Regions from separate parts of the Drosophila melanogaster genome. Here region 2 is linked to region 1. Evidence: chromatin contacts called from public Hi-C data. All regions are on one chromosome and are shown on one strand. The core of a region is the stretch at or near the end of the contact, and the rest is flanking DNA. Distances in the headings are between cores, read along the strand shown.

What was found. A called contact is a pair of places that touch in the nucleus more often than the background predicts.
Region 2: a Hi-C map of the Kc167 cell line shows a contact between it and region 1, with 1.6 times the contacts expected there. A contact is called at or near these places in 29 of 107 Hi-C or Micro-C datasets (the Kc167 cell line, the ML-DmBG3-c2 cell line, the OSC cell line and 8 more) and 2 of 7 datasets of targeted methods (both in the S2 cell line).

Annotation. Positions count from the first base shown.
Region 1 is chr3L:732,660-740,421 of dm6, forward strand. lncRNA:CR43785 (long non-coding RNA:CR43785) reads right to left here and starts at 4,820. Exons shown (of 1, transcript NR_073907.1): 1 at 4,393-4,820. hng3 (hinge3) reads right to left here. Exons shown (of 2, transcript NM_001274293.1): 2 at 5,021-6,073. The coding sequence ends at 5,205.
Region 2 is chr3L:781,330-789,091 of dm6, forward strand. No RefSeq gene overlaps it. Among named protein-coding and RNA genes, the nearest start is that of tRNA:Ile-TAT-1-2, 15 kb to the left of the region's middle.

The DNA.
Region 1 (7,762 bases), core at 3,570-6,069:
GCATGCAGGTGTCAATCGCCGGCCGAAGAATGGTCAGCAGCACAGAGCAGCAACATTCCAAAAAAAAAAAAAAAAAAAAAAAAACAGCTCAGAAAAGTGCTGAAGATATATAAAAAAAAGCCACCGGGAAAAGAAAAGAAAACCGAGCGCAGGCAGACGCATTACAAATTCACACCAAGTGGCACCCACAGCCGCAGAGGAATCACATGCAACCGCTGGCCAAGCCGGGAATTGCGGCAAAATGGTTAATCATTTAGGTATAAATCTCGATCGCTTCTTTGTCTGACATTGCCCGTGGGGCCACAATCCAGAATGCATCTAGCATGGAAGACCATTAACGTCCTTGTCGGCCGGTAATTTTACACTGGCGAGTAAAGATCAGGGAGCGGAAAATAGTGCCACTAATTGTTTTCCAAACACCATTACTCTTCAGCTATCAGCATTTTAGGGCGTTAAGTTGCAACCAAAATATAAACTATAACTGAATTTTAATTCATCTTGTGTGAGCTACGATTAAAAATATATCATAAGTATGATCCTAAACATAGTGTTTAGCTATCCTCGCTGGCTTTGTGCACTCCCCCTCCATTTCATGCAAATCAGGTAGATGCATCCAATTCCGAGGAGCTCCAACGGAGCTCCATGGATCACAGATAGAAGATCAGGGCTCAGAAGAAAGAGCTCTCAAAGAGCGGCGACAAAAAATTCCAAGAATTGTGCGCGTCAATTGATTTACTCAGCTGTGCGACGGTCGTCTTCGTCGGTTGATAACTCTGAGATTTGTTATATTTGCTTCATCATCGCGCCACAAACGAGGCAGTTGAAGCCGCAGTTGGAAGTAGAAGTAGAAGTGGAAATGTTTGGGATCGGAAAGGGGTTCGGGTGTGGGGAGTCCGAAGGAGCGAGGCGATCTTCATCATCATCGTCATCATCTCCATCTCATCGTGGTGAGCACCGCACACATGTGCGCACATTAAAAAGCAAGTTTCTCAGGTGTTTAAAAGCGTTTAAAAAGAAAACAGACGCTGTGGCAAGGCAAAGGCAGAGGGACGCGACGGGAGCATCCCAACGAGACAACAATAAACGCAGCCGCGTCCAAGTCCATAGGAGAGTTAAAAATACTCGAACTCGTACTGGTACTATGCCAAGAGCCAACAGACAACAACCAACAGTCAAGATTCAAGAGCCAGTTAAAGCCATGATCATGATCTCGCGACTTGCGAGCCATGGAAACCGCGGACGGACAGCTGGCGACGCCAACAACACCTACAATGGGGGGCGAAATAATAGATCATGTGTCTAGGAACCAGACTTGGTATATGCACCATTTGCAAAGGATTCGATATAGCAATCACAGTATAACCATAAAAAACCAAAAAGGGTACTTACCTTTGGCGGCAGGATTCGAGGTTTGACAAGTTCAAATCGACATGAAATCTGAAATTAAGAAAAAAATAATGAATTACATATACCTATAGAGTTTTAAACAGTAAGGGGTTTGAGAAATGAATAAATAATTTATAACAATATTGATGAAACTCCTTAGCCATCATATCTTTAGGTTTTTATCTTTAACTAGCAGTGCGAACCGAGCTGTGAGACGCCAGCGACGACGAGCACGTGAAGGTTGCCCAGCCGCTTGGCCAAGTTGGAGATTTACTTAACGAAATCAAGAGGAAGCGCGTAGGATCGCAGATGTGGCGGGGCTTCGTAGACGGAGCTGGAGGTGGCAGTTAACCTAGCTGTCATACAGCATTGATTGCTCCGAGGCAATGGCAATACAAAGGCCCCACTGACTCCGCTTGATTGCTTGCCTTGTCGGCCCAGTGGAAAACATATAGAAATCACATGAGCGGCTCAGGGAGCAGAAGGGGCTTGCGGGGGGTCTCTGATGAGGGCGGTACATTTTTGGACCGGGTACCAGTGACTCAGCAGCTACACACTTATTTTTTGTGTGTTAACGATGCTCGTGCGGCTGGTCGGGGTTCAGCCAAAAGTTAAGTGCATGTTTTGATTGGTTTGTGGCGGCCAAAACGGATCGAGATTATGGCCCATTGCATGTAGAAGTCGACTCCGAAAGAAGCAGCCATTTCCAGCGGATTGAAATCATCTTGCCAGCGAGGATAATGTGCAACCTTATGTGCATAATCTTCTTAAGAGGTGTCACAGGCATTTATTATGGTTAAGGCAAAAGCACGTTCGGACCAGCCACAAAAGCCAAATTAATGATGAGGCTAAATTATAGAGTTTCCAATCTGAGTGTTAGGTGCATGGGAATGCACGCAGAGTGCGATTCACAAATGCACTCATTTACAATCAAATAATTATGTGCTAGAAATCACGGTAATTATGATATTTAAGCCCGTTTATAAATAGATAAGATGGAAAGAATTAGGTAATCTTAGTTCACCAGGAATTAATAAAGTGGACCATGAATTAAACCAACTACCCCTGAATATATAATGTTCCTAGAAACAAGGTCAGAAATGAGCAACTGGCTTCCTGAACTGGATAACGGAATGCAAAAATACTGCCCATTCTGGCCATAACCAATTTCTGGTTAAATATTGCTCAATCCCTTTGTTTGCCACCCTTTTACTTCACCGAGTCATGGAACGAACATCTGCAACATTAATGGCTTTTGCACCTGTTGGCCATGCGAAACTAGGCAGAAAAGGTGTTAGAGCTGGGAGATTTAGTTGGAATGCGAAACCCTTTCTCATACCACCGAATGATGAATTAAGCAAATTCTGGAAATTCCGCAACATGCTAGCGGCTCTGGCTCTGGCTCTGGAAAATGGGAATGAGGCGGAGGATGCGGCATTAACAATGGCCTGCGAGACTTAGCACCTGTGTGCCAGAATGCACTATCTCATGGAAATCTGTACAAATATTTGACGAGAGCTGAATAGAGTGAAATTTGCATGTGCCGTAACGGCGGCGAAGAACAAAGCCAACAGGTAAATGCACCGCTTGGCCATCCGCATCATTAACACGTCGAAGAAAAGGTGCGAAATCAATCACCGATTCGGGTATCTTTATGGGGTTTCCTTTATCTTCTCTCAACGTTCTGGCCAGGTTAAAAAATGTTAGGCCAAGAGAGCGAATGGAAACTAAATTTGGAATGTTCGGCAGCGTGGAATTTAATGCAATGCATTGGCCATGGGCACGTTCGAGTGACAAATGTCAATTTGCATTCGATTTGCAAATGTTTCTTTTGGCCGCCGTTAATTGCGCCCCCGCCCCGCCAATCACCTCATGCCTTTCTGCCCCAACTGTTTCCAATCACTGGAATCGAAATCGGAATCGGTAACTGCCACTGTGGGCTCGACGGCTTTCAAGCTCAAGAACACACCTTAAACTGTTTTTCAGAACTGTTTTTAGCTCACTGCGAAAAATCAGCTATATACATTGAAATTGAAATTGAAATTGCAGAAAGTGTGGTCTCATTTTTCATTAGACAACATTGCTATGTGCCATTCAAATAGATTAACAATCTTCATTTAACATAATAAACTAGCTGGTCATGTCCACAATATTTTTCTGCCGTGCACTGGTAACCTCTGTGGATGGCTGCTATTGAAATTGGAATTCATGGGGCAGGCCAAGAGCCAACCACCAAGCACCCAGCACCAACGATCAACAACCAACAACCTACAAGAATCGAATCCAATAGCCATGCCCATGCCCCAACTGCAACAAGTTCAAACACATGACGTCGTCGTGGCAAAAGCAAAAGCAAAGCCACCAAGTCCAAGTCGATTGTCGTGGCCTCTCCCCTGGATTTGCCCCCTTTGCATCGCCGATCCTCTGGAGGCTCCAGCCTCGCTCGGTTCAATGTCAATTTCGATTCGTCATCCGCAGCTGCGTTGATTTCTCGAGCGACCTATTCCCCTCCTCTGTTTGCTTTTCAAGCCGCGTTCTTTTTTTATGGTCATGTTAAGTTTGGACTTGGCTTTTAACACACGGACGGACGGAAAGAGCAGGACCACCATCGGTGATGGGGTTCATTCTAGTGTGCAGTAATTTATTGAGGCGACGGGGCGATCTCTGGTTCCCCTCATTCCCCATTCCCCATTCCCCCTGCCCCTTCCTTTCACGTTTCGCCGCTTCAATGCGGACATGTGTGGGCAGCCGGAGGCGAGATTACGTCGGATGCCCTTGCATCTGCAGCTGGCTGTAAGGCTAAAAAGCTGAAGTTGAAGCCGTAGAATCCACTCGGACGCCCACACGATTGTCACTATCATCTTGGGCTTACTCTGCTGAAGCTGGGAGCGGGGCAGAGCAGAATGCAGTGCATTGAACGCGCAGGCAGAGGGCCCAATAATCGTACTAAAATAGTGTGCCATGCATCGCATGGCATTCCGGATGGATACTGGGCGACACCCAATTGAAACTTCAAGAGCAGTTATCGTATGTGAATACCATCACATCGCTGTATTTAATAATTTACAACATCTTTATAAGAACGTCGATAGGCAGCTGACTCATCAATTTATTATTCACCGCTTCTAGCATCTGAAGAATCTCTTTCAACTTCTGCATCTTGGCCTCCTCATCCTGGATTGTCATGGCGCTCATAACCGGATTTATTACCATTTGCTTTATAAACCCGGATGGATAATTCTGGTCGATGTTTAGTTTGGATGACGCTGACAAAATCTTCTTGGCCATTTTTTGATAATGTTTGCCTTGGATTGGAAAGCACACAAAACTGAATTAGCTGTACTTATTTTGGTAGCTCCACGCCAACTTCGAATGTATTCTTACTTAATCGTCAAGATTATTGGTCGCTTTGACTTCATTTAACAAATGTCGTTCCAATAGTGTGGCATTAAAAAAACAGCCAACTTAGAAGAAAAATAACAAAGAGTTTTCAGCCCTGGTAATCAATAAAGGATTAGATTTAAATTTAGCCTTTTTAGCTTCTAAGTTAAATTCCGGCAGCCCTGGTAATAGTTTGCAGTTTGTTAAACATGTTTAAGTTTGCTAAACATCAAGCAAATAAGACCCTCAATTTGAAGACTTAAAATTATATATAGCTTTTATTATGTGCAATGATAAAATTCAAAAGTAATCTCAGCCAAATCGAACCACTGTGCACTGAACCTGCGCACAGTGGTGCTCGCGCTCTTGTCCAGTTCGCACACTTAACATTAAGGGGGGCATTGTATATCTTATTTTGCTCGGCTGCAATCCTCGATTCAGTTCCAATTCGTGGAGCTTGTGCTCACTTGCGCCTGATCCAAGGCCATTTGCTGTTGGTTCAACAACATTTGCGAGGGCTGCTGCTGCTGCTGTCGTTGCTCAGGTTGCTGTTGCAGTTGCAGTTGCAGTTGCTGCTGTTGCTGCGGTTGCTGCTGCACCGGCGGCTGTTGCATTGTCTGCAGCAGTAGCTCCCCCATCTTGGCCCTGAAGAAGACATTCTGGAAGGGCGTCATTTGCTTCATCAGCGGCAGAAAGCTGATCAGGTAGTTGTAGTCGGAGTCGCCCACATGGAGGACACTCTTGCACCTGGCCAGATCCTGGCTGGTGGACTGCATCAGCTGCTGCTCCTCGCGTTCCAGACTCTCCAGGAAGTTGACCTGTTCGTCCACCCTCTTCGCGCAATGGCAACTGCTGGCTGCTGCGGCAGCAATGGCACTTCCCTGATTCAAATTCGGACTCAATTGGTCGGCAGTGGAAGGCACCTGCTCCTCCGCCGCCGCACTGGCCAGGGAGATGTTCTCGGAGAGCCTTCGCAACGCCTGGGGAGTGGACACGTTCTGGAATTCGCGCATCAGCGCATCGTTGTCCGCCTCCATTTCATCCGCAGCTGAGACTTGCTCGCTCTTAAAGGTCGACAACATGGGCATATGCTCGGCTTCAATCTTGAGTGCACTCTCCATCTCCTCCTCCCCGTTGTTGCTGTTATCACATTCCTCCCTTTGGCCGTCCAGGAAGCTCATGGCCTCCGCATATGACCACTGGTGACCCGGCGAGGGCGACTGCTGATGCTTCAAGATCCCACTACGCCGGTTACTTCGGCGATAACTACAACGCAGATTTTTCCATTTGGTTCGGCAAAGCTCAACTGAAATGTCAGAGCGTGGTATACGCGATTAAGAAAAGAGAATGTAAACAAAGCACTCATTACAAAGTACACCGAAAAAAGTTTAATACTAATGTAATAATTAATTTGAAAAAACCATAAAATACTAAAAAATAATACTAGTACTTCGCATTAACAATTTTCTAATTAATCTAAAATTATCATAATTTTAATTAGTTCCAATTGGATTTTTGTGTTGACCCGAATATTGATCCCGATTTCGCTCAGTGCACTCACCATCCATTCCGGTGGCCTCCGCGACGGCGTTCCAGAGGCGCTGGGTCTCCGGTCGGTTGGCGTGGTCCGGATGCCTCGCGTCCCAGAGAGCCCGGCGCTGCTGCACCTCGAAGATCAGCCTGTGCATGTCCATGTTGCAGCGTCTTTATTGGCGAACTGAGCAAAATGCGGTGCTAAACTTCCCTGGCGCAGAGAGCAGAGAGCGCTTTCTCTCAAAATAGCCCCATAAGTTTTGGTTTCGCTCTCGACTGGAAGTCTCTCAGAGAACGCGGAGAAAGGTGCTGTGTGCTCAACGCCGTGCTTACCGTCTGTTTGCTGCACGTGTTTTCCGTTCGAGATTTTAAAATTTCCACACAATTTCCAATATAGGTAAAAGTTGGATAATAAAAATATAGTTCCTTATTTACCATTCAATTTCTATTTATTTTTTATCACTTGATTGTAGGAAAGGGACTCGTTACCCGATTTTTGCTATTTAAAGAGCATTTGGAAAGTGCATACACCCATCAATTATAAAATCTCTCTGGAACGTTTTTCACTCGCCTTTTGCAATATACACACATATTATTTGCGTTTTATTCTCGCGTGTTGTTATGGCTGATGTTGCTGTTGTTGTTGCCGCTGCTGCTTGGCCAGATATTCAACTTGCGCTCGCACAGTGGGCCGAAATGCGTGAAAACCCTTGCTATATGGCGCACATGTGCTGGCCATGATGATAGGCCCGCCAAGTATCTTCCCACCGGGGGAAGTTCCAAATATTTGCACAGCCGGACGCTCGACGGTTGGACGGTTGCAACATGTTGCCATCGCCGTAGCCCAAAAAGGCAGCCGGCCAAAAGCCGAGAGCAACACATGTTGCTGCAGCTAAGTCGGCGACAACAAGTGGACGTGGAAAATATGCGACAGCAATTATCTCCGTCTATATCCATATAGCATATATAGCACATGGAGCAGCATATCCATATGCTGTCCCCTGGTCGGATTTGCGCACGACTTTCGCTTGCCATTCCAGGCCATTGTTGCTGCTGCTGCTATGCTGTTATGTTTGTCTCATGTTGCTGTTGTCATCAGTTGCAGCTGCTGTCAATCTGTTGGCCGCTCGCTTTCAAAAGGCAAAACATCGAAAATTTCCATGTGTCATTTCAAAAATGCAAATATGGACATGATCTGGTGCCCTGGCTCTCCTCCGATCCCCAGCTCGACCTCCGATCCCCGACGTGGCTGCTCCTGCAAAGTCTTCCACATGTCCGTCTCGTCAGGCGATCAAGCCCCAACTGACAGCCAAGTGACGTCTAAATTTTGTTCAACGAAATGATTATAAAGGCATTTATGCATGCGTAGTCACCAGCCAGAATGGAGAATGGAAAACAATGATCGAGCCTAGCCACTAAGGAATCTTAATACCAAAGGCACTCGCAGAAAGAATGGCTTCGA
Region 2 (7,762 bases), core at 2,257-4,756, 47 kb after region 1:
AAGGTCAACAACGAATTATATATATATATATAACGATGAATTCTTCTTAAGCTACATTAGTTGGCATTAAGTTTTCTCTCTGTGTACTACGACGCCACGCAGGGGCAGATGCCTTCGGCCCACTTCGCAGCAGGTTGACTTGGCCATCTGGCAGCCGTTTGGCTTATCAGAAGGCGCTGCTTTCTGCTTTGTGCTCTTCGCTTTCAGCTTATGCTTTTGCTTTGCTTTTGGTATTGCCATTGCTGTTGCTCTTGCTTTTGCCTTTGCGCGGGCGTAATGCGTAGCGTGTGTGCGATAAGCCAGGTGCCAAGGTGTTGAGTGCGAGTTGTAGGACGGGTGCTACGATGGGGCTACGAGTACCAGGGCACCCGGTTTGCACCCAAACGAGGCGAATGAGTCGGCCTGGTCTATTTTGAGTGGTGGAGCCGGAGTGCAAACTGATAAATATTGTTTACACACACTCCAAGTACAAGAGCTGGGAATGGGAATTGGAATTAAAATTGGAATTGGAATTGCTTTGCACCCAGAAAGGAAGATTGTTGTTGGTTATAAAAAAAACCTCTGAGTGGCCACAGGTGTCTAACCAAGAGGCAACTCGCGATCCATTCACATTATGGCCACGCATTTTGATGTTTGTATTTTGTTTCTTGTTTAAGCACTGCTATCAGAATGGGCGCGAACGTTTTGGGCCCAGACATGTCATCATTTGAATTTCTAATCTGTTTTTTATCTGCTCACTTGTACATTTGTATATTTTTCGTCAGCAGCGCTTGTCGGCTGGCCAAACTGGCTTACAATCGGATCTGGTTTGGGTTTTTGCTCTATTTTGGGCTACAGGTGTTTTGCACTAATCGAAACTATTTCTTCGATAGTCTCTCTAATTAATTTATGGCCTCTCCAGTCCAATCCGAATTCGGTTGAGATTTCGCTGTTCACGGAGTGTTGAGGTCGCAATGCGTGAGGTTTACCGGAAGAGGTATCAATTTTGGGATATTGGGTCACATTATTTAACATTAGACAAAATTAAAAACTGTTCCGAACTTGATCACAGCAAAGGTGTTGATATTCCAGGTGATCAGTGCTAATAAAACAGCACTTGGCAACAGGTGTTTGAGTGGCAGGTGCGTGAGGGCGTGGCGCTCATCTAATTGTCGCAACACGAGAATTTATGAGATCGCCCTGCAATTTGTACGCCAATTCGGGGCGACAAATGTGCAAACAAACGAAATAATAACTTCAGACCGTCGGAAAACACTTCACAAGGGGATCGAGATCGCAAAAGGGGTGAGGGCACCAAACACTCACTCAAACACTCCAAAGGACACACACCCCTTGGCCAACTGGCGCGGACAGGAACCAACCGCATTGGCATCGCAGCACAGGGGTTGAATGTCCCGGAGTCAAGAGGTTTTGAATAAATTTAACACGAGTTATATAAGGCAGATGACAGGCCATAAATGGGGTGGGAAATCCGTTCTAATGATAAGTCGAGTCGGGGGACCTAACAAATGTTGTGTTTTTAGCACAGGCTTTGTTTTCCAATTGGATCTCTGTTTGCACTGCCTTAATTTGCGACGCTCATAGGCCATTTGTTCCATTTTATGTCATCATCAAGGGGGCAGGCCAAAATGCTGTCAGCTGCTCGCTAAAAGGGAAAAAACGGGCCATACTCCGACAGATATCTCTGGCATAAAACAATGGCAAGGCGCACACACATGTGGCAATATATTAGCGCATAGAAGCACCTTATTGCCATGGCCAAAGCAACAGGTGTGCGCTGGCTCAAAACTCAATTTGAATGGGTGCGCTCCGAGAAACCAAACTGGCCAAGAAACAGAAACAGAAACAAGAAACAAGAAACCAGAAACCAATGCTGTGAAACAACAGCATTAGCCTGTCATAACGCATACGTCATGTGGGCTCTCCGCTTTAATGGCCAAGACGTGTTCAACGCATTAACATTTGGCAAAAGCCTTTAAACTCTGTTTTAGATTTATACGGATTTTATTGTATGTGCTTGCAACGAAAATGAAAATGAAAATGTTCAACAAATATTCAACAATGTTACTGCACAACAGCAATACCATTAGCGATCGCATTGAATTGCTTGTTAAACATTTCGTGTCATTTGTTGTTGCCAGTCAGCGGTGAAGGCTGTCAGTCAGTCATTCTCAGCTCAGTTAGTCAGTCGAAAAGTCCGAGCGGATTTACATCGATCCATAAATCTCAAACTTTTGAAACTAAGCCCAGCCGAAAGCCACTTGCATGTTGGGTTAGAAAGGAGCTCGAAAATGCCTATGTCGCCATTTTTAAATTTTTTACGGGGGTATAAAGACATTGCTACACAAAATAAAAGATCAGTAATTATGATGTAGTACGTTTGATTTAGAACTTGTAATGGTTATTTGTATTTTTGCAATAGTTTACAAGCGCCATGGAAAAACAAAGCAGATATAGTTTTATATGGCTATGGCCATAATTAGCTTTCGACGGTGTTTTCCAGCCTAATGATTACTTACTACAATGTACCTGAACAATTGTTCAAAAATAAACAAGTAACTTAGTATTTATGACGGCACTTGAGCACTTTCACCCAGATTTTTATCAATCCACTGGCTACTCAAAACACCAACTGAGATTAAAGAACAATCGAGCAATTACCATTAGGGGGTGCTATAAAAAATTATTAATATTTCATGTCCAAGTTCCAGGAAAGATAAATTGCTGGCGGATCTCCTGGTTTCCACTGAGCAGCAGTAAGTTGAATAAATAAGTGAACTGCCATTTTGTAGCTGAGTGCCCCACCTAGCAACTCACTCCCCCTCCTCACATGGCAATTGATGCGCAAACAAACAACAAAGCTCCAGCGAGGTGGGTTAAGTAATTACCTGGTCCACAGCTCGATTGATACACTGCGGGAAAAACACGTGCGACATGCACGCATGTGTGATTCAAATCAAATAAAACGTATATGCAATCGTGTGTAATTCAAATCGAATAGAACGTATACCAAATTAGTTTCCTAGAGAATATCCCCCGCAAAATCCTGCCATTAATACCATATTCCGAATGATTTTTCTCGCTGTGCCACTTCACCTTCTCCTCTCCCAGATGCGACGCTATCTCATGTGGCCGTTGGCCGCTACGATAGCGCGCAAATCAGGTGCATAACACCTGAGCAAATTAAACACACAAACAAAAAGAATGCCTAACGATCGTTCGTCATTGGCAATACAGAAAGCAACAATACGAATCGCACATCGCAAAAATCGCACCATTGAACAGGTGGTTCCGCAGGTGGTCACGCCCATTTTAAGCTGACGCCTCTCTTGCACTCGGCATTTGGCATAATATAGAGGTTATAGGGGTATTTTGTAGTACAATTTTTTTGGCCGGACGACGGCGTTATCACTTATCAGCGACGCTTCCGCTGCCTCAGTCGACGTCGCAGTCGGCCGGGTACACTCGCATCAGTCCGATAAAGTCCCCATTTGCTTTGCACTTGAATTTCAGCGGGATTGTATTTATAGTATTTGTAGTCATGGCAATGAGTACGCCACTATATACACTCCACAAGTCCCCCAAAACACGCAGCAATTCAGCGGATAATTTAATGATACGATGGCGAGTAATTGCACCCGATACCCAAGCTAAAATGGAGTTTATTTGAAAGAAGGAATCCCAATGCAAGCCAGGCTTAAATAAATAAATACCATTAAGAAATAAAGTAAGCTATGCAAATAACTAGACATATTTCCTGCAAGAAAAACTGAGTAACTAAAAGATTCTTGAACTTTATATTATCTTCGTATCTATTAACAACCATGTATTGCACAAAAAACATTAACATTAGTAAAAACTGCATGAGTTGGTTTATTAAAATACTGACAAACTAATTGAGCTAATTTTTGCTCTCTTATCTAAATAAACAAGTATTTGACCTAGTACGTCTAGTCTATTGTTATCACTAAAACTATTATAGTTGTGGGTGTTTAGAGATTAGGTTTAAAATGTACTAATTGTGGCAGTCACATTTATTATTGCCTTTATGATCCCTGTGATTGAAAATGAAATGATGGAAAATAAATATACAAGTTGACAATATTTTTGTAGATTTTTTTCTTTTTGGCGTCACACGCTTGCCACTCATTCAATGGCCAAATAATCCAGGCAATGGAGACACGCTCACACTGGAAAAAACGCGCTGAGTGGTATCTAAATCAAATTGGCGTGGCTGTCAATAAAGTGTACATATTATGCAGCTGCCGTCGAAACATGAAAAACAATTTAGAAACGCCACAAATCAGGGGCTCAATGACCGCAACTGCAAACTGTGAACGCAGAAAAAGATACACATGCAGATGCAGATACTCGTTCATAAAGGTAAAGGAGGCAGAGATTCAGATTCGGATTCAGGGGCTGCAATCAATAAAAGCGAAATGCCTTTAAACAGGTGCACAGACGGAAAATGACAGGCCGGCGGTCTCCACTTCTCTCGTCTTATTTCGTATACCCTTTGAAAGGATATATTGCTTTCTAAATATTAGATAAGACACCTCAATAAAACATCATTATTTTACTGATTGTTCAGTTCTGCATAAATAGCATACATTATGCAACTCAAAATCTCCTCTAAGATCGATCGGAAATGGTTTTTAAGGGCATATAATCTTCGGTTTATTCTTTCGCGACTTTCGGAGAAGGGAAACGCCTGATGACACACTGAGCGTCGCACAAGATCGCCCGCAGCAGTGGGTGGCAACTCTGACAACCCTGCCGCTGATGTGTTGCAGCTGTGCGCCACATGTTGCTGCTGTTGGTGTTGCTGCTGGTGGGGCGGTACTGGGCGCCCATTAGCGGCCGCCGCTGCTAATGGCAGCAGAAACGGCAGCTTCGTGAAATGGGCACAGCAGGTGCAGGTGCACAGGCACCACCTCGTCAGATTCGTAAGATACAAAACCGATCCATAGCGATCCGAATCGAAAAGCCAACCGAAAGTTGACAAATTTACAGCGAGCAAGTGCGGCTGGCTCAAAAAAATTATAATGGCCGGCGGCTATTCATTTGCCTGCCACCGATGACGGTGACTAACCGGACGAAATGATGGACACTAAATGGCCGGCAGATTTATGGCGGGCACTCCCAGAATTGACACAGTAGACACTGCCTAAAGGAGCCCATAAAAATCGACTTAAAAGTGCACCTGGCTTCTGCATTTCGCTAACAATAAAAATTTTTTTATTGGAAGCATGGTATGGTAACTCGTTGGTTTTCTTTAAAAAGCAAGGTTCTCATACCACCAGTTAAGCTATGAATACCATTTTTACCATCATTGAAGCTATTAATGTCAGGTTTCAAAGTTATTTGGAGCAGCTCGAGTATTTCGCTGAGTGTTCTTCAAACTTCGACTTCAATTTTACCGTTTGGCCTGTCAAGTGGCGCGACTTTAGCTGGTTTTCAAGTCAGCCACGAACGACTGTGGATCCCATTTGGCCAACTATGCTCAACTAGTTTCGTTTGGCCGCCTTCTCAATGTTGCTCATACGCACCTGTGGCCCTCGTCCGGCCGTCCGTCTGTCCGTCCGCATTCATTCGCAATATTTTCACGCTTTTTCGACTTGTCACAACAATTGACACTTAAAGTTTTTAAATAAGCGAGAGATGCTGATGCTGCACAGCAATTTAAAAAAGACACATCGACAGCAGCTGCGCGCGGCCACGAAATTCACGAAATGCCACAAGAATTTCCACGAGAACAAAGTAAAATGCTCATAATAAAATATAACAATGTGTGCACAAATATTCCGTGCGATAATTTATGACAAACATAAGCGAATAAACAAGAAAACAATATCCCCATGAATTTCTGTTTCTGACTTTTAGGTTCGCCATAGGCTTTCCATCCGTGAAAAATAGAAGGGGCTTTTTGTTTCGGACCCACGCAATGCCCTCGAAATTCCGCTTCATGGATGAGTTAAGACCACAAAGCTGACCCAAAACCTCGGTTTCGAACTCCACAAATCCAGGTGAAAGTAGCCACCATTGTCTCTTTCTTTTTGTACCTGTCCCAGTCCCACCTGGCTGCTTTTCGCCCATTTATGGGGCGTTAGTCTGGCAATTAGTTAGTGTCATTTAGACAAATTGCCCAAAACAAAACAACCACAATGCAAACAAAAACAAAAGCGCTGAGAGCAACTCCTCGGCCAACAGAAACAACGCCCCGCAATTAGACAGCAGCAACGTCAAAAAGAAAGGCCATTAGATGGCGGATTCGGGGCTCGGGATGAAATGGCAATGGTAGTGGGGATGGGGATGGGGACGGGGATGGGTAGGAGCTGCACCTTATCGAAGCCAATCTGCATGCAGCACGCCATCTGCATCGCCATTCAGACTGCATCATTCACTGGGAGCACGGAGAGTAAAACTTGCTGCTTAGATATACATTGCATACAGTAATTACAAACGAAAGTGTTATAATTTGATTTTAGAAGGACAAAAAATCCCTTTTCTAAAAATGTTTGAAAACTCTGACTCAATATTGTGCGTATTCAAGGTTTTTCTAGCTGTGCATTCGCCGCGTCCATCTGCACCTCGGTAACTGTAACAGACTCTCAACGACGGCCCACGGCGTCTGCGCAACACCTCGTCGTGGTCTTAAAGTCGAACTGCTGCTCAGCTCACAGTGCTATCCACAGAGGTCTGTGATGCAAGGAAAACTCTAGTCAAGTCGGCCAACTGGTATTTCCCAGCGGCTGACTAACAGCAAACGCGGCGGCTCGAGTGCAACAGGTGGCTGCATATAGCTGCATATAGACGTACACGTACTATACAAGGCCTGCTGCTGCTGGCCAGCTCCCAATCGCAGTCCCAATCCCAAATTGCCCCTCCTCCTGAGAGCCCGCCTGTCGAAAACGTGCACCAAGTTAAACTGGAGCACTTTTTATACGAGTTTTCCAGGTGAAAATGCTGGCAGCACCCAGAGGCAATGGCGAGATCGCAGCGCTATAAAAAGGAAATTGATTTAGAAATGAACAATTGTAACTAACCCATAAAAATATATTAAATATTCATTAATAATATAATACACAAGCCTAAAGTGTTGAAGAACTTAAGCTGTTGTAAGGCAAACTCCATTTCCCTCGAGCAACATAAACACAATCATTTAATATACCATAATTTTAGGCCATTAATACAAAAAAATACTTAAAATTCATTTACTTATAGTTATTACCCAAATGCCGTAAAAGCAAAGCAATCTTGTTTGAATAACCATATGTGCAAAAAAAAAACACTTTTACTTTGTTAAAATACGTAGTAACTGCCCCAAATAAATGGCCCAATTGATTTAATTCGCTTTTAATTTTATGCACCCGCTTGGAGTCCAAGCTTTGTTACTATAATTATTACTACACTTTGATGCATTGCAGGTGCACTATGGCGAATTTTATGGCGTTTGCCAATAATTTCATTTGTTTGTCTGGCCATTGTTGTTGCGGCGCTTTCTGGGCCCGCTACATCACATCACATTAGCGGCAAATGCAATGAATGCATTTGTTTATAAACAACATGCAAAACTGTGCAATAAAAGCGTAATGAAATTTATGAGCCAACGCAGGTAGCAAACGAATGGCAAATGGACCGCCTTAGTGCCAGTGAAAAGCCATAAAAGCCCCGACTAAAAATAATTAGAAATCGCAGAAGAGAATTGCACCTGTTTAGATGTTGGCCAGGCGCTGATTGAATATGCCAATGCGAATCGAAA